Regions from separate parts of the Mus musculus genome. Here all the other regions are linked to region 3. Evidence: chromatin contacts called from public HiCAR-type and promoter capture Hi-C data. All regions are on one chromosome and are shown on one strand. The core of a region is the stretch at or near the end of the contact, and the rest is flanking DNA. Distances in the headings are between cores, read along the strand shown.

The links. Promoter capture Hi-C pulls out the DNA fragments that hold promoters and counts their contacts. HiCAR-type assays count read pairs that join an accessible place to other places.
Region 1: a contact with region 3 is called in a HiCAR-type map of kidney, with 4 times the contacts expected there. The contact joins the enhancer-like site here to the promoter of Col6a6 in region 3. A contact is called at or near these places in 1 of 15 datasets of contacts at CTCF or cohesin (pro-B cells), 5 of 484 Hi-C or Micro-C datasets (Sertoli cells, cumulus cells, liver and 2 more), 3 of 115 datasets of contacts at active chromatin or transcription factors (embryonic stem cells, fibro-adipogenic progenitors and kidney) and 1 of 9 other capture datasets (liver).
Region 2: a promoter capture Hi-C map of Sertoli cells shows a contact between it and region 3, with 4 times the contacts expected there. The contact joins the enhancer-like site here to the promoter of Col6a6 in region 3. A contact is called at or near these places in 7 of 39 promoter capture datasets (the 3T3-L1 cell line, Sertoli cells, cranial neural crest and 4 more), 1 of 15 datasets of contacts at CTCF or cohesin (pro-B cells), 2 of 484 Hi-C or Micro-C datasets (nephron progenitors and uterus), 2 of 115 datasets of contacts at active chromatin or transcription factors (fibro-adipogenic progenitors and kidney) and 3 of 9 other capture datasets (adipose tissue, embryonic stem cells and liver).

The regions. Positions count from the first base shown.
Region 1 is chr9:105,743,677-105,748,034 of GRCm38.p6, reverse strand. Col6a6 (collagen, type VI, alpha 6) reads left to right here. Exons shown (of 37, transcript NM_001102607.1): 20 at 722-775. Among named protein-coding and RNA genes, the nearest start is that of Col6a6, 82 kb to the left of the region's middle. Within about 2 kb of position 2,929, at least 7 of the 459 cell types and tissues checked have an H3K27ac peak or open chromatin away from gene starts, as enhancers often do. A contact at or near this core is called in kidney and liver, where this site is marked.
Region 2 is chr9:105,718,505-105,723,064 of GRCm38.p6, reverse strand. It overlaps Col6a6 (collagen, type VI, alpha 6), which reads left to right. Exons shown (of 37, transcript NM_001102607.1): 28 at 147-209. Among named protein-coding and RNA genes, the nearest start is that of Pik3r4, 78 kb to the right of the region's middle. Within about 2 kb of position 2,969, at least 17 of the 459 cell types and tissues checked have an H3K27ac peak or open chromatin away from gene starts, as enhancers often do. A contact at or near this core is called in Sertoli cells, adipose tissue and uterus, where this site is marked.
Region 3 is chr9:105,824,914-105,829,507 of GRCm38.p6, reverse strand. Col6a6 (collagen, type VI, alpha 6) reads left to right here and starts at 1,423. Exons shown (of 37, transcript NM_001102607.1): 1 at 1,423-1,605.

The DNA of each region.
Region 1 (4,358 bases), core at 1,680-4,179, 83 kb after region 3:
CTTTATTCATGAGCAGATATTAATCTACACAGTGTAGGCAAAGGAGCAGTCTAAAGGTAGGAATCCCAGCTGGGGTCTGGGGAGATGATTAACTTGGCAAAGTGCTCCATTCGAAAGCAGGAACACCTGAGTTCAGATCCCCAGGACCTGCTGTAAAAGCCAGCTGTTGTGGCATAGACCTGTAATCTCACAGTAGGCAAGAAGGTCCTCTGCTCTTTGAACAGCAAGTACTGCTAAATTTGTAAATTCAGCTACAGTTAGAGATCCTGTCTTAAAACAATAAGGTGAAGAGCAATTGAGAGAGACCATCTGCCAATCTCTCAGCCCCCATATGCACCTGAATACATATACAGACCCCCACCCAAATCTACACATACACAGTCAAATGCACACAAAAGCTCCAACCAGTAGTGTCTTGCCACCCACATTCAAGCTATGCTAAGTGACAGGGTAGGGATAATCTGAGTATCCTGACCCATGTCTCAAACATGAATTAGTGGCAATGAACAGTTGAAGCCTGAAGCCATGTTGTTGGAGTTGTGCTGCTGATCCCTATGACCCACATAGGAGTGTGATTATGACTGATGGAAGACAGTGTCACAGTTCAGGGAGAGATGACTCCAGCCCTCATATGAGCCCTTCTGGTACATGGACTGATATTAAAACGGAACCTGTCAGTGATGTAATGTTGTCATCACATATTCGTTTGTTCCTCTGGCAGGGCAGAAGAGGCTGGCCAGGCTCTCCTGGAACACCAGGCTCAAGAAGAAAGATGGTAAGAGCCCTTTGAGGCAAGGAGCTTCTAGACTCATGGATCCCATAGCCGAGATGAAAGTGGCTGATTGTGGGGAGTTGGTGGCATTGTCGATGGCTAGGGATGCTATCTACAGACACTGAGCTCTCAGAATGGAACTGGCCTGGTAAAGCCCTTGAAGCCTAAGTAAGAAAGTGCTGACTGCATGGGAAATTACCCACAAGGAAAGACTGCCATGCAGAGAAAACAGAGTGTTTGTCAATGAAGGGAAAGTGGTCAATGTTTGGCCTACTTGCTGACTTAACTGAAGTTGTCAGTGATGTTACTCAGTGTCCAGGCTTTACTGTCTGCTAAGTTTTATGACTATTAAGAAAGTTGGGAAGAAAATTGATTCTCTCTCCCTCAGCAGCCATTGATTGACAGCCTAAAGTTCTTCATCTATATCAGCAGGTCTACCGCTAATGTCAATGCACGGTTCTTATTTAGGCAGTCATGTGTTATGACATTAAAGGGTATAGCATCCTTGTTATGTCTTAGGGTAGGGAGAGATGGAAGGGTAAAAATAATGTAAAATATAGTGAACTCATATATGAAATTCTCAAAAACTAAAAATTGGAAATAAAAGAAGTCAAAAGAGAAATAAAGAGGTCTGATGTTGGCATGTAACCAAGGGTTAGACCAGGTTGTTGAATACCTTAGGGATCTGGTGAAAGACCCACAAAATGAGGACTCCCCCACGTTCTGACTCAGGAGAAACGACACCCCAAAACACTCACAAGAAATGGCTTTGATGTAAACCACAAGAGGACTTTTTATTCCAGGTGCGCTCTGGGGCCCACAGTCGTACACCACTCAGGGGTAGAGGACCGTGGACCCCAAGTAGCTGGGGAAGGGAGTATTTAAAGGAAAAATCTACAACTCAAGGGGGTTGGGGAGGGCGTTATTGAAAAATACCAAAAATACCAGTTCAGAGTCACAAGGAAGTGAAAAGTCACAAGGAAAAATACCTGATAATTGTGTAGTTATTTCTCAAGACAGTTTCTATGAGTCTCTAACAATAGCACATTTGCATAATGGGTTCCAGGAACTGTCAGGATGACCTTTTTTTTTTTTTTTTTAAACAAATACTCCCTGAACCCAGGAAGCAGGTGGGTGGAGGAATGTCACTATCTGTTTTATGATTAACATGCCTTGGAGCATTGAGTCACAAAGGTCACATTCTCATGCCTGGGCCTAAAGGTCTAGTCTTTTTGTTTTTACGTTACACTTTTCCACTGGTACTGTGGTAGAACACAACACATGACCAAAGGCAACTTGGGGAAGATACGGTTTATCTCAACTCACAACTCACACACCATGACTAAGGCAAGTCAGGGCAGGAACTTGAGGCAGACGCTGACCTGAAGCAGAATCCAAGGAGACATGCTGCTTACTGAATTGCTCCTCTTCGCTTGCTTAGCCTGCTTACTTCCTAGTACCCCCTGTCCAGCAGTGGTGGCACCAGAGCTGGGTCCTCCTACATCAATCACGAATCAAGACAATTCCCCACAGACTTGCCTGCAGGCCAATCTTATGGAGGCATTTTCTCAATTAAAATATCCTCTTCTCAGATTTGTGTCAAGTTGACAAAAACTAGCCAGCACATTGTGGAACCCACTGGGGGGGGCAGTTTTATTTTGTTCTTAGTATATTTTATTGGCTTTGTTTAAATACACACTTTAAAACATTCCATGTGTGACTGCTTAGAAAAGCACAGAGATTCCAAATAGAAAGCCTTTATCCAATAAGAGATTATTTGAAGGAATTCACTTCCACACCTGCGTTAGAGTCTAAATTATACCGATTTTGTCTCATTTCACAGCATTTTCTTTTCCATTCTTTGTTTAGCTATCCAGCCTGCTCACCCCGTTCCTCAAAATGCAAAATGTCTTAAAATTGAGCACAAATAAAAACTAGTTGAGTAGGTGGCAGTCGGGGAGGTATTGTGTTTTCTGGGCAGAAGTAGTTTATGAAACTAGCTATTAGACTCCACCAGGAAAGTGTTCTTGCATCTGGAAGCACACCCATGTTCTTCATGCAGATAGAAAATGGAAATAGGAGCTGAGATTACATTCAAACTGCGCAGAGTGTGATTGTTAGCAACCGGCTTTGCTTTGCTAATGTTGCTTCGATGCATATGCAGATGAGGGAGTATTTATCCTCTGCTCTTAGCTTTCTGGAAGGGCGTTCTTGCAGGCTTACATCCCCCTGCAAAACATTTTCAGTGTTAAAAATATCAACCCAGGAAGTCCTGGTGTGAAGGAATGTGTATTTATTGTTTTGTGCCCCCACCCCTAGAGGTCCTATCATGCCACACAGCTTCCAAGGAGGAGGTCCCCACGTTGGTGATGGGTGCCTCTGTGTCATGCAGGAGTCAAAGCAGGACTGTTGACAAATGACAAAGCAGGGGTACAGCCTCGGCTATAGTCCTCTTTTGTACAACTCAGCAAAATAAAGTAAAAAGCCTCGGTGAGCCCACCTTCCAGCCACAGACAAGGACCGACACCAGACAACTAGCTTTGCATGTGAACTACAGAGAGGAAGTTTCACCTGCTGCTTAGCTATGAAGTCAAGATCAGATTTCTCTCAGTCACTTCACCATCCAGAAAGAACTGGTGAACACAGCTCTGCACATTTGAAATGTCGATTCTGAGAGGATCAGTGGATAGCCCCAAACATCCCGCTGAGCAGAGGGCACAATAGAGAATGGAGTGATACTGTATTGTATTTTGTTTGGATCACTGGTGTTCAGAAACTGAGGCCAGGGAGGCTGTGAACAGCGAGGGGACAGGGAGTCAGTGGAGATTATGGCAGATACACTGGGACCTGGAGGGCTTCAAGTGAGTCCCAAGAATCCCCCAAATGCCAAAAGTTGGTGGAAGATGTAAGACTTCTCTTGACCCCAAGGTAGTTTTAGACAGTGTCTCCATGTCTCACCATACCTCCCCAGGGGTTTTCAGTCTACAGGGTCCCTTCCAAAGATGGCCAATCTTTGTTGCCAATGAATCCGATGATTTAGACCTGATTATCCCCGCAAAAGAAAGTGGGGATAATCAGGTCCAAATGGCAAGTTAACCCCCCTCCCGCCCCTTTCCCATTAGAAGAAGAGTGACTGGGCAGAAAGAGAGACTCTGGCAAACCATTCAAGTCTGAAAGAACCGAAGCCCAAATTTTTGCTCTGAGTAAAAGCTTCAAGAATTGACAGGACAACAGTGCCAACTGGTAGACCTCAAGGAGCACAGGAAGGCAAAAGGAAGTGAGATTGGCAGGGTAGCCGAGATGGCACCACTGGGCTCCCGGGTTCTTATTTTTATTTTTCTAATCAGGAGAAGCTAAATGTAAGACTTACATTTGTAAGATTTTATTGCTTTTTATACATGTGAGTATTTTGTATGCCTGTGCACCCTTTCATGCAGTGCATAGGATGTCAACAGAGGGCACTGGATCCCCTAGAACTAGAGGTACAAATGGTTGTAAGCTGCCATGTGAGTGCTGGGAACTGAACCTGGATCCTGTGGGAGAGCAACAAGCACTGACCCAACTCTCCATTGAAATTTTAAATGGA
Region 2 (4,560 bases), core at 1,720-4,219, 110 kb after region 3:
GGGGAGAAAGCAACACAGACTTTGTTTTAACTAAAAGACAAAAGGTATAAGACTTTACATCGGAATCAGTTTACAAACATAGATATGCCTTTGTGACATATGTATTTGATTTTGGTGATGATTTTAATCATAGTATATTCATTTAGGGTGATATTGGGGACCCTGGTGATCCAGGAGAAGCTGGTCCCAAGGGAGCCAGAGGCAAAACGGTAAGCTATCCAGAGGGTAACTTTGGCTCGTGTGTGTGTGTGTGTGTGTGTGTGTACATGTCTGTGTGGGAGAGGAGAGAAAGAGGAAAGAGACTAGTTGGTTTTTTTATTGTGTTCATGTGTATGATGAGTGTGTGTGTGTGTGTGCGCACACATGCACGCATGCTTACACATGCTTGGTTCATGATCATGTATGTTTGTATACACACAAAGGTTAGATACCAATGATAAGTGTCTTTTTCAATTACTTGCCATCTTTTTGTTAATATTTAATAATAAAAAAAAGAAAACATTGTGTGTGAGTGTTTGCCCACATGTATCAAAGTGTAATCGTGAATGCCTGTTGCCCACAGAAACCAAAGGTGGACATCAAATCTCCTGGAACTGGAGTTACAAGTGGGTCACGGTCCTGAGCTGTTCAGGAACCAAGTCCAGGTCCCAAGCAAGAGCAAACATCTCTCTACTCCTTCCATCTTAGTGTCTAAGCCAGGGCCTCTCACTGAACCTGATACCTGCCCACTCAGCTCGACTGGCTGGCCAGCAGGCCCCAGGGATTACAGATACACACCATTGCACTCTCATCGCCCAAGGCCACCAAGAAGGCCAAGAACTGTTTTAATGAACACATTGGCCCATTCTGTTGCCAGTGTGCCTTTCTTAACCTTTGGAAGTAAGACTTTTATTAAAGGAACTTGTGTAATCCAAAGGTTTTGCACTGACAAATTACAATCAGTTCATCCAGCCTTCCTAGAAAACTGATATCCACTAACATCTTGCTTAAAAACATCTCAAAACTTTCGTGGAGCTACTTTTAATAAGATGTCTATTAAAAGGTCCTGGCCTTGCTTGCCAGGTTTCTCCTGAGCTTTGTGAGATGTCTGGATGTTAAACTGAATTATAGGAGAGTCAAGTATCACCTGACGTTTTATGTCACATAAACACGACTCTTCATCATGTGTCACAGGAATCAGCTCACCTTGGGTTACAGATGGTTAGAAATATGACAGCGCGTTCCTTTTACCAGTATTAGGAAGACATAGAAGAATCTCAAGTTCAAGGCTAGCCTGAGCTACAAAGTGAGCCCATGTCTCAGAGAACAGCAGGATAGAAAAAAGGATGGAACCTTTGCGGTTGTTGACTGTACACTTTAGATTGTGGGTAAAGGAGATTGTGTTGTGACAGGACACTCTGAAGACAAGTGTCTCTCAAAAAAAGTCTTTGCCTCTTACCCTTCTGAATAATCTTGACTGGAAAAAACTGGTCTACAACCCTGTCCATGACCAAGATCTTAGGGGGAAAAAAAAACCTTTTAGGAAAACATGTACTTGAGACAGCTTTCTGGTGTGTCTTCATAGCGAATTTTACTGTGATGTAGTTTTTCCCTACAAGCTGAATTTTACGTGTAGGGCTCATGTTTGGAGGTTGTAAGCTTCACCAGGGGCACCTCCTTCTCCAGGCTGCTCTTGAGGGGGCTGCTTCCAGCTGTAACTCTTGTGTGTGTTTTCAGATGGCAAGCCTTTATCATTTTTGCCCTCAGCAATGACGAAGACGAATATAATTAGGAAAATAATTGGGAAAGGCTTTCAAGTTAATCCAGATGTCACCCGCATAGAGACATCTCTGGATCACTTCCCTTGGCTCGTTAATGGAGCAGTTTAATTTGTACACCAGCAGCATGCTAACAAGTTCATCCATTTGTCGGGGTCCTCCCTACGACAGTCCCATTCATCAGTTTTTAGTACACTTAACTGATGGGAGACGTGTGGGCAGGTGTCTTGGCCTCTGGGGATGCGTTTTGGTTCCCCCTTTGTTGTTCTCTTGTTGGGCTGTTATAACTTACTAATTTTTCTGCCTCTAACTACTCCGTCCCCCTCCTTAACATGAGTAATATTTGGATTTGAAATGGAAGTTTAAACACTGAAAATGTCCAGGTTTTCCCCTGGAAGAGCAGCTGTTTTCTCTGGAAAGATTTAGCCTTAAATTATGAATGTCTTTTCAGGTCTCTTGGAATTATTCTATTCTTAGCTTGAGTTCACTGAGTTACAGATTTTAAAATCTATAAACCTGTTTTAGCTGTGCATATATGTATATTTGTATGTATATTTTTAAAAAGAACCAAAAAAAAAAAAAACCCCCAAAATCTTTGAACAGGTTTCAAGCAGGGATGTGGGACTTTGGCCATCTGGAGCTGAAGAGCCTTCATGGGGAGGCTGCCCGTGGGTGGTGTTGAGCGTTTAACTGCATCCATGGAGCCTTCCACTGAATTCCAGTCCTACCCAGCCTACTTCCCTAGTTAGAGCAACTAGCTATATCTCCATACGCTATCATGTGAGGTGGGAAAACTTCTCCCAGCAGGCACTTGTATTGAAAGAGTCGGGGGCAGCATATTACATTTTCTTACTTTAAAATGGCTTTTATCTTTCACCTTAAAAAAATAAATTTAAAAAGGTGATCCCAGGCTATGGTCATGGCTCACTGGTAGAGTGCTTGTCTGACATATCTTCACCACCACCCCACCCTCCCACCCCCGCCAGCACAAAAGAGAAAATGGCAGTCAATCCCATCCTCTTCTCCACCTTCCTCTTGCTTCCTTTGTCTCTGAACGCTTCTTTCATCCAAATAGAGTGTCTTGGAATTGAAAGTCTCTTTGCACTCTCTGAAGACATTTGCATATGCAACAGGCACGTCCTGAGCAGCCCTATCTGTTTTCCCTGTTGCCTGGTATCCAATAGATACCGTTCTGCAGGGACAGTGCATCTATCTGGCTGTGAGGTCTCCTCTTCTCCTCCCCTGCCAGGTTTCTCCATCTCCCTTCCACTCCCACGCCCCCTGGATTTCCCATCATGGAAAACTCTGCCAGGAACCTTGTATTCATTACTTTTCTTATCATTGTGGTAAAGTATTTGACACAAACACACTAAGGAGAAAAGAAGGATTATTCTGGCTCTCAGCATCTGAGGATCCAGTCCATGGTCATTTGGTTCATGTTTTGGGGCTCATGGGCAGAACACTACAATGGTGGGGAGCAGAGAAAAAACGGAACAGACTGGAGACAGTCTAAGTTTTAAAGCATATCTTTGGGTGAGTTATTCCTCCAGCTAAGCTCCTCTTCGTAAAGCTTCTAAAACATCCCAGAGAGGGCCAGCATCTGGACACCGAGAGTTCAGAACACAAGCCGGTGTAAGGGGAGTCTCCCATGTAAACCCTAACAAGCTGATCAGAGGAGACAGGCTCCTGGAAGGTTTGATGATACAGTGAACATCTGAAAATGACTTCTATTGCCTCCAGATGTGGCAATAGTGCGGCGAGTGTACAGCTCTGGGTTGGAATTACTTCCTTGGAACTTTTTAAGTGATTATGTTTTCCATTATTTCTGGCGGGTTTTGTTCCTTTGTAAGAATTCAGAGTCCTATTAACTAGTGTTTTCTCTCTGGAACCCCGCTGGATCACCTCTTAGATCTGCCATGGGTTTGGTTACTGGACATATGGTCCATTTTTTCCCACTTTCCTGAGAATTAGCAGGTCCCTTGACCCTGAAAATATGTCCCCTTTCATTCTGTTATTTTGCTGACCTTTGACCTTCCCCTGCAGAGCTCTCTGCTCTGTATATTGAAACATCTATCATCCAGTATAACGACAGAGTCCCTGAGTTTACTTCGTATGGTATTTATTTTATAGGTACAACCTCTCTTTGATCTTCTCCTTTCTGGGAAGGTATCTTCTTGATTCTATTTTTAATTTATGTCCCATAGTTGACCTTTGAAAAGTTGGTTGCTAAAATCTGACTGTTCTTTCTCTGTAGTGTACTGTTCTTGTCTCATGACTGAAGCATCTCATCTCTCTGAGGATATGAGTGAATATTTTTAGGTCCTCTTTGTTCAACCCAGTTTCCTCCAGGTTTGCCTTCTGTCTTGACATTCAGCTCCCATGGATCTCAAGAACAGCAGTGCATTTACACTGAGCATTGAGTACAAAGAGTCTGGTAGGAAACCCTGAAGTCAGGACCGATTTGCCAGTTATGAATTTCACTGATGGCTATCTGCTGGACCTGTGCTTGGCAACCCTTCACTATTGGTGTTCTCTCTTCTTTGATTTCCCTCTGGAAACACCTTCTACCCTTTTTTAGAGGGTTCATATCCTGATGCCAGTTTAGAGGACACTGGCAATGAGAGCAGAAGCTCAGACTCAATGTGCATATTTTGGTTGGTTCTCCTGGCTCAGTGTGGTAATATTTGTCTTCAGCTCTGCCGAGAATCCTACCCCTGATTTACCTTTGCTTTTTCCTAGTGGGGAAAAGTGTCTAACTACCTGGTGAAATTTTCCCCACTAGTCCTCCGTATTTAGCCTCTTC
Region 3 (4,594 bases), core at 174-2,673:
ACCATTAAGAAAGAGCCCGATGGCCCGACTAAAGAGTATAGTGGAATGGGCTGGAGAGATGGCTCAGTCCAATTCTCAGCAACCACATGGTGGTTCACACTGGTGTGTCTGAAGACAGCTATAGTGTACTCACAGACATAAAATATAATAAATAATTCTTTATAAAAGAGTGTAGTGGATTAAGGCATTTGCTGGTTCCATTTCCTGGGACTCAAGGTAGAAGAGAATCAACTCCATAAAGCTGTGCTCAGCCTCTCTCTCTCTCTCTCTCTCTCTCTCTCTCTCTCTCTCTCTCTCTCTCTCTCTCTCTCTCTCTCTCTCTCCCCCATCCCCCTACACACACACACACACACACACACAGAGAGACATGCACACATAATATATAAGTATAACTTTAAGGGAAGAAAGAAAGGAAGGAAGGAAGGAAGGAAGGAAGGAAGGAAGGAAGGAAGGAAGGAAGGAAGAGAAAAAGAAAAAAAAAGTAAGGTGTGGCCAAAGTTGCAGCTGGTGGATAGTCTGGCTTAAGTCATTCTCTGTGGCAAACCACTTCTATCTTGAACTTGTCCTCCGTGAAGCTGACACTGTGTTGCCAAATGGAACAGGTGGAACCTATACCAGAATTAGGCTGTGGGTTTCATCCCTGTTCGCCCACACACAAACTTACCTCCTCTTCATACCTTCCCTGCCCCAAGATGACCACACAGCAAGTTCCGAGAAGCAGAGTTCCGGTTCTCCCAAAGGGGACTCATGGCCCCCTTTGTCCTTCCTTGCGTTCGTTCGTGTGTTTGGGACTCTCAGATTCTAGCTTAATCTTTAGAATTTATTTGAGAATTAAGCGTTTCTACAGATCTCCAAAACTTGAGCTAGAATTGCCTTTTCTGAGTTTCCTACCCAGCAAATACCTTTCACCTTCTGTCTCCAAGTGTGTCTCTGCATTGACAGTGAGCAGATGTTGCAATTTCAATGGTTTTGTGGCCTGGGCACCTACTCAAGGTGCACAGCAGGTGGTCAGATATCTGTGCTACACTGCACAAGGCTGGATGAATGAAAAGAAAGCGAATAGAGTGACTAGCTTTAGGACAGGGAGAAGGGAGAAGTCTCTACCATTCGAAACCTCTTAGACTACCTCACTGCACCCCATTCCTCTCCTGAGCGGTTAGTACTAGAAGTAGAGAGATTGCTTTGGTGCGCTCCAGCGCAGAGAGTGAAGGCAAGCTCCAAGCACGCCCCAAAGTCCCCACCCTCCACTTTCCCCCAGGGTCTGCAGTCCAGGAGTTTGGGGGCGGTCCACGTTGCAGAGAAACAGGCGGGATAGTGCCAGCCTCCAAAATCCGCCCCCCTTCCCTCTTCTGTCACCTTCCCAAGGCTTGAGCAGCACGCGGAGCCCTGGGGGCCACCAGGGCGTGGAGAGCAGCATTCATCTGCGGAGCCTGGGGCGTGGGAGCTGCAGCCCGCGGGACCCCAGAGGCCAGAGGCTTCCTTGCCGCGCAGAGTCACATCCAGGCTCCCCTGCTCTCCAGCTGCTAAGCTATCCTGTGCTGGGGACTGTGCGCTCTGGGTGTACACTCCTCAAATCCACCCAGGCTGGGTAGAAGTTTCCCTGAGGTAAGTTCAGCAGCCAATGTCCGCTGGGAAAGAAACAGAACAGAGTTAATAAATGGTCAGTGAGGGGAGGCAGTGGATCAGCCAGTTGAGAGAGGCTACGAGAAGGACCAAGGTGAAGAAAAACTGCATTTAAAGGTCTTGACAGTGCCTCTTTGGAGGTTTTCATCCACCCCAGACAGAGTGAGCTGAATTCTATGGGCTCTGTTAGTTGTTTCTCCTTCTCCTTTTCCTCATTCTCTTTCTCCTCCTCCTCCTCCTCCTCCTCCTCCTCCTCCTCCTCCTCCTCCTCCTTCTCCTTTTCTGCCTTCTTCATCAGGGTGTTGAAGAATCAGCAGTATGAGCTAGTCATTCCCTGATTTGGGTTGGGAGTTCCCCCACCACATACTCGGGGTTCTCCTGGAATGAGAGGTGCCTTGCTCAATACTTTGTTCCCACATCCAGCATGGGGCCTGGAGCGTGGCAGGCACACAGAGCCACTTAACCAGGCAAAGCCGTTGCAAGCCTGCAGGTACACAGCATCTATGTTTCCCTGCCCAGTGTCACACTAAACTATTAAAGGTAACGTCAGGGTTTTGTTGGTGGTGCAGGGCATGAGGGAGGCAGGCAAAGCGTGTCTTTTCAAAAATCAATTCCCAGTGACATTCTACTATGAGTGGAGCCCAGACTGCCTGGCTCGTAACCAACCTTGGACGTAATTTCAACCAGAGGCCAGAAGAGGAAGGGAAAACCCTGGAACTAGGAAGTAATGGTTCGTTTCTTTGTGGCCTCTTGTGATAGGATTTCTTGTGGATCCTTTTTAGAAATTATCAGTATGGAGATGTTTGAAGAGGACTTTTGTGAATGCCAGGGAGTCAACAGGGAGAACCGGGGATCATTGAGAAATTGGGGTGTTGCTGATTACCTAAGACTCAAGACAGAACACTAGAAAGCTGTTCTTAAGGGTTTGGTTTTTCCTTTCTGCTATAGACTCCAATAGTCACAGTGCCAATTTAATTTTTAAAGATTTATTTATTTTTAAAGTGTGTCTGTGTGTGTGTAAGGGGAATGTGTGCGTGCCAGTACCTGAGGACTGCTTCAGATCTCCTGCAGCCAGGGTGACAAGTGGCTGTGCGCTGCTCAATGCAGGTGCTGGGGAAACAACTTAGTCCAGGGAGAGCTTAGTACAAGCTCTTCGTGGCGGAGCCCTGGCTAGAGCCACGTGCTGCCCATTTTAAAGGTCCTAGTTGATGGGTACCACTTTTAGTTTTGTTTATTCTTTGCATTTATTCCCATGCACAAGCTTTTGCTTCCTCGGGTTCTTCTGGAGCATCTCTCCCTTCTATTCAGCCTCCTCTTTCAGTGTAGGTCCAGTTCGTTCCTTTTGAGTCTCACGTCCATGCGGCAGGGGACGCTGAGGTGTGGGACCGTCCTGCTCTGAGCTCTGTTAAGTGTGGTTGGACATCATGGGTGCTTGGTTCACCTGGAGATGCTCTGAGACCAGAGAAGCCACATCCAGCTCCTTCTCAGATACACTCTGCAGTGTTAAGCAGGCTCAGCTAAATGTGTAGCTCTCATTCAGACACCTTGAATCTGCATGGCTGGGCCTGGGACATCTACCTATTTGCAGGCTTGTACTACTAAGGCGGCACACATTGCTCATATTTTTAAGTCACTTATTTAACTTTTAATTGTGTGTGTGCACCTGGGTGTCGCCTGTGCGTCTAAAGTGTCAGATCCTCTGGAGCTGAAGTCACAGACGGTTGAGAGTCACTGGCCCTGAGTACCAGGAACTGAACTCTGGCCCTCTGCAGGAGCAGTAAGCTCTCTCTAACCACTGAGCTTTCTCTCCACTTGGGTCCTCTAGAAGAACAGTGCTTGCCTGTGGCTGCTGAACCACTTTCTTACCGCCTGCCTCCATTGCTTCTTTAAGGGACATCTTTCAGATACTTGGTGGCTTTTCACATATACACACCCTTGATGGCCTCGGTAACTTCCTGGGTGCTCTTAAAGTGAACATAAAGATTTCACCTCTTGCTTATTATGAGTCTGTACAGTTTCTGGTCAAGAGAGAAGCCAACCATTTTCACCTGTCACCTCAGGCTACTTACAAGTTTTTTTTTTTTCATAATTCACCTTAAAATGTGTGCGTTCGTGTACATGGGGGTACAGTTGGCATGCGTGTGCCTGTGGAAGCCAGAGACTGGTGTCTGGTGTTTTCCTCCATCTTTCTCCACTTTTGAGAGGGGGTCTCTCTCTAAACCTAGGATTTGCTGCTCCAGATAGACGGACCCTCCAGTGAGGCCTGTGGGTCCTGCTGTCTGCTCTCCACCACTGGAGTTACGGAGGTGCTCACAGATGTGCCAGGGTTTTACATGGATGCAGGCCCTCGTGTTTGTGCCACAAATACTTTACTCACGGAGGCAGTTCACTGGCCGTGAGGTATTGCTTTTAATACCAGATCCCAAGTATGCCAGGGTGCAGTTACACTGTCATGCTTTTTGTTCAGAATCTTCACAATCAGGGCCGTGTGCACAAAAGTCCAGAAACCTAAAATAGCGGTTTGCAATAAAAAGCCTTAGATGTTTGCATCATTCGACGAAAAACTGTCATTTCCTTCCACCCTTTCATAACATCGGACATTCAGAGAGGGACCAGTGGGATGGCTCAGTGGGTAAAGACACTTCCCTCCAAGCTTGGAGACCTGAGTTCTATCCCTGAGACCCACAAGACAGGAGAGAACAGGCTCCCTCAAACTGTTCTCTGACCTCTGCATGTGTGTGCACGCACACACACACACACACACACACCCAGAGGCACATATAGACACACAGACACAGGCAGATAGACAGATACATACATACACACACACATACACACACACACACACACACCCAGAGGCACATATAGACACACAGACACAGGCAGATAGACAGATACACACACACACACACACACACACACACACACCCAGAGGCACATATAGACACACAGACACAGGCAGATAGACAGA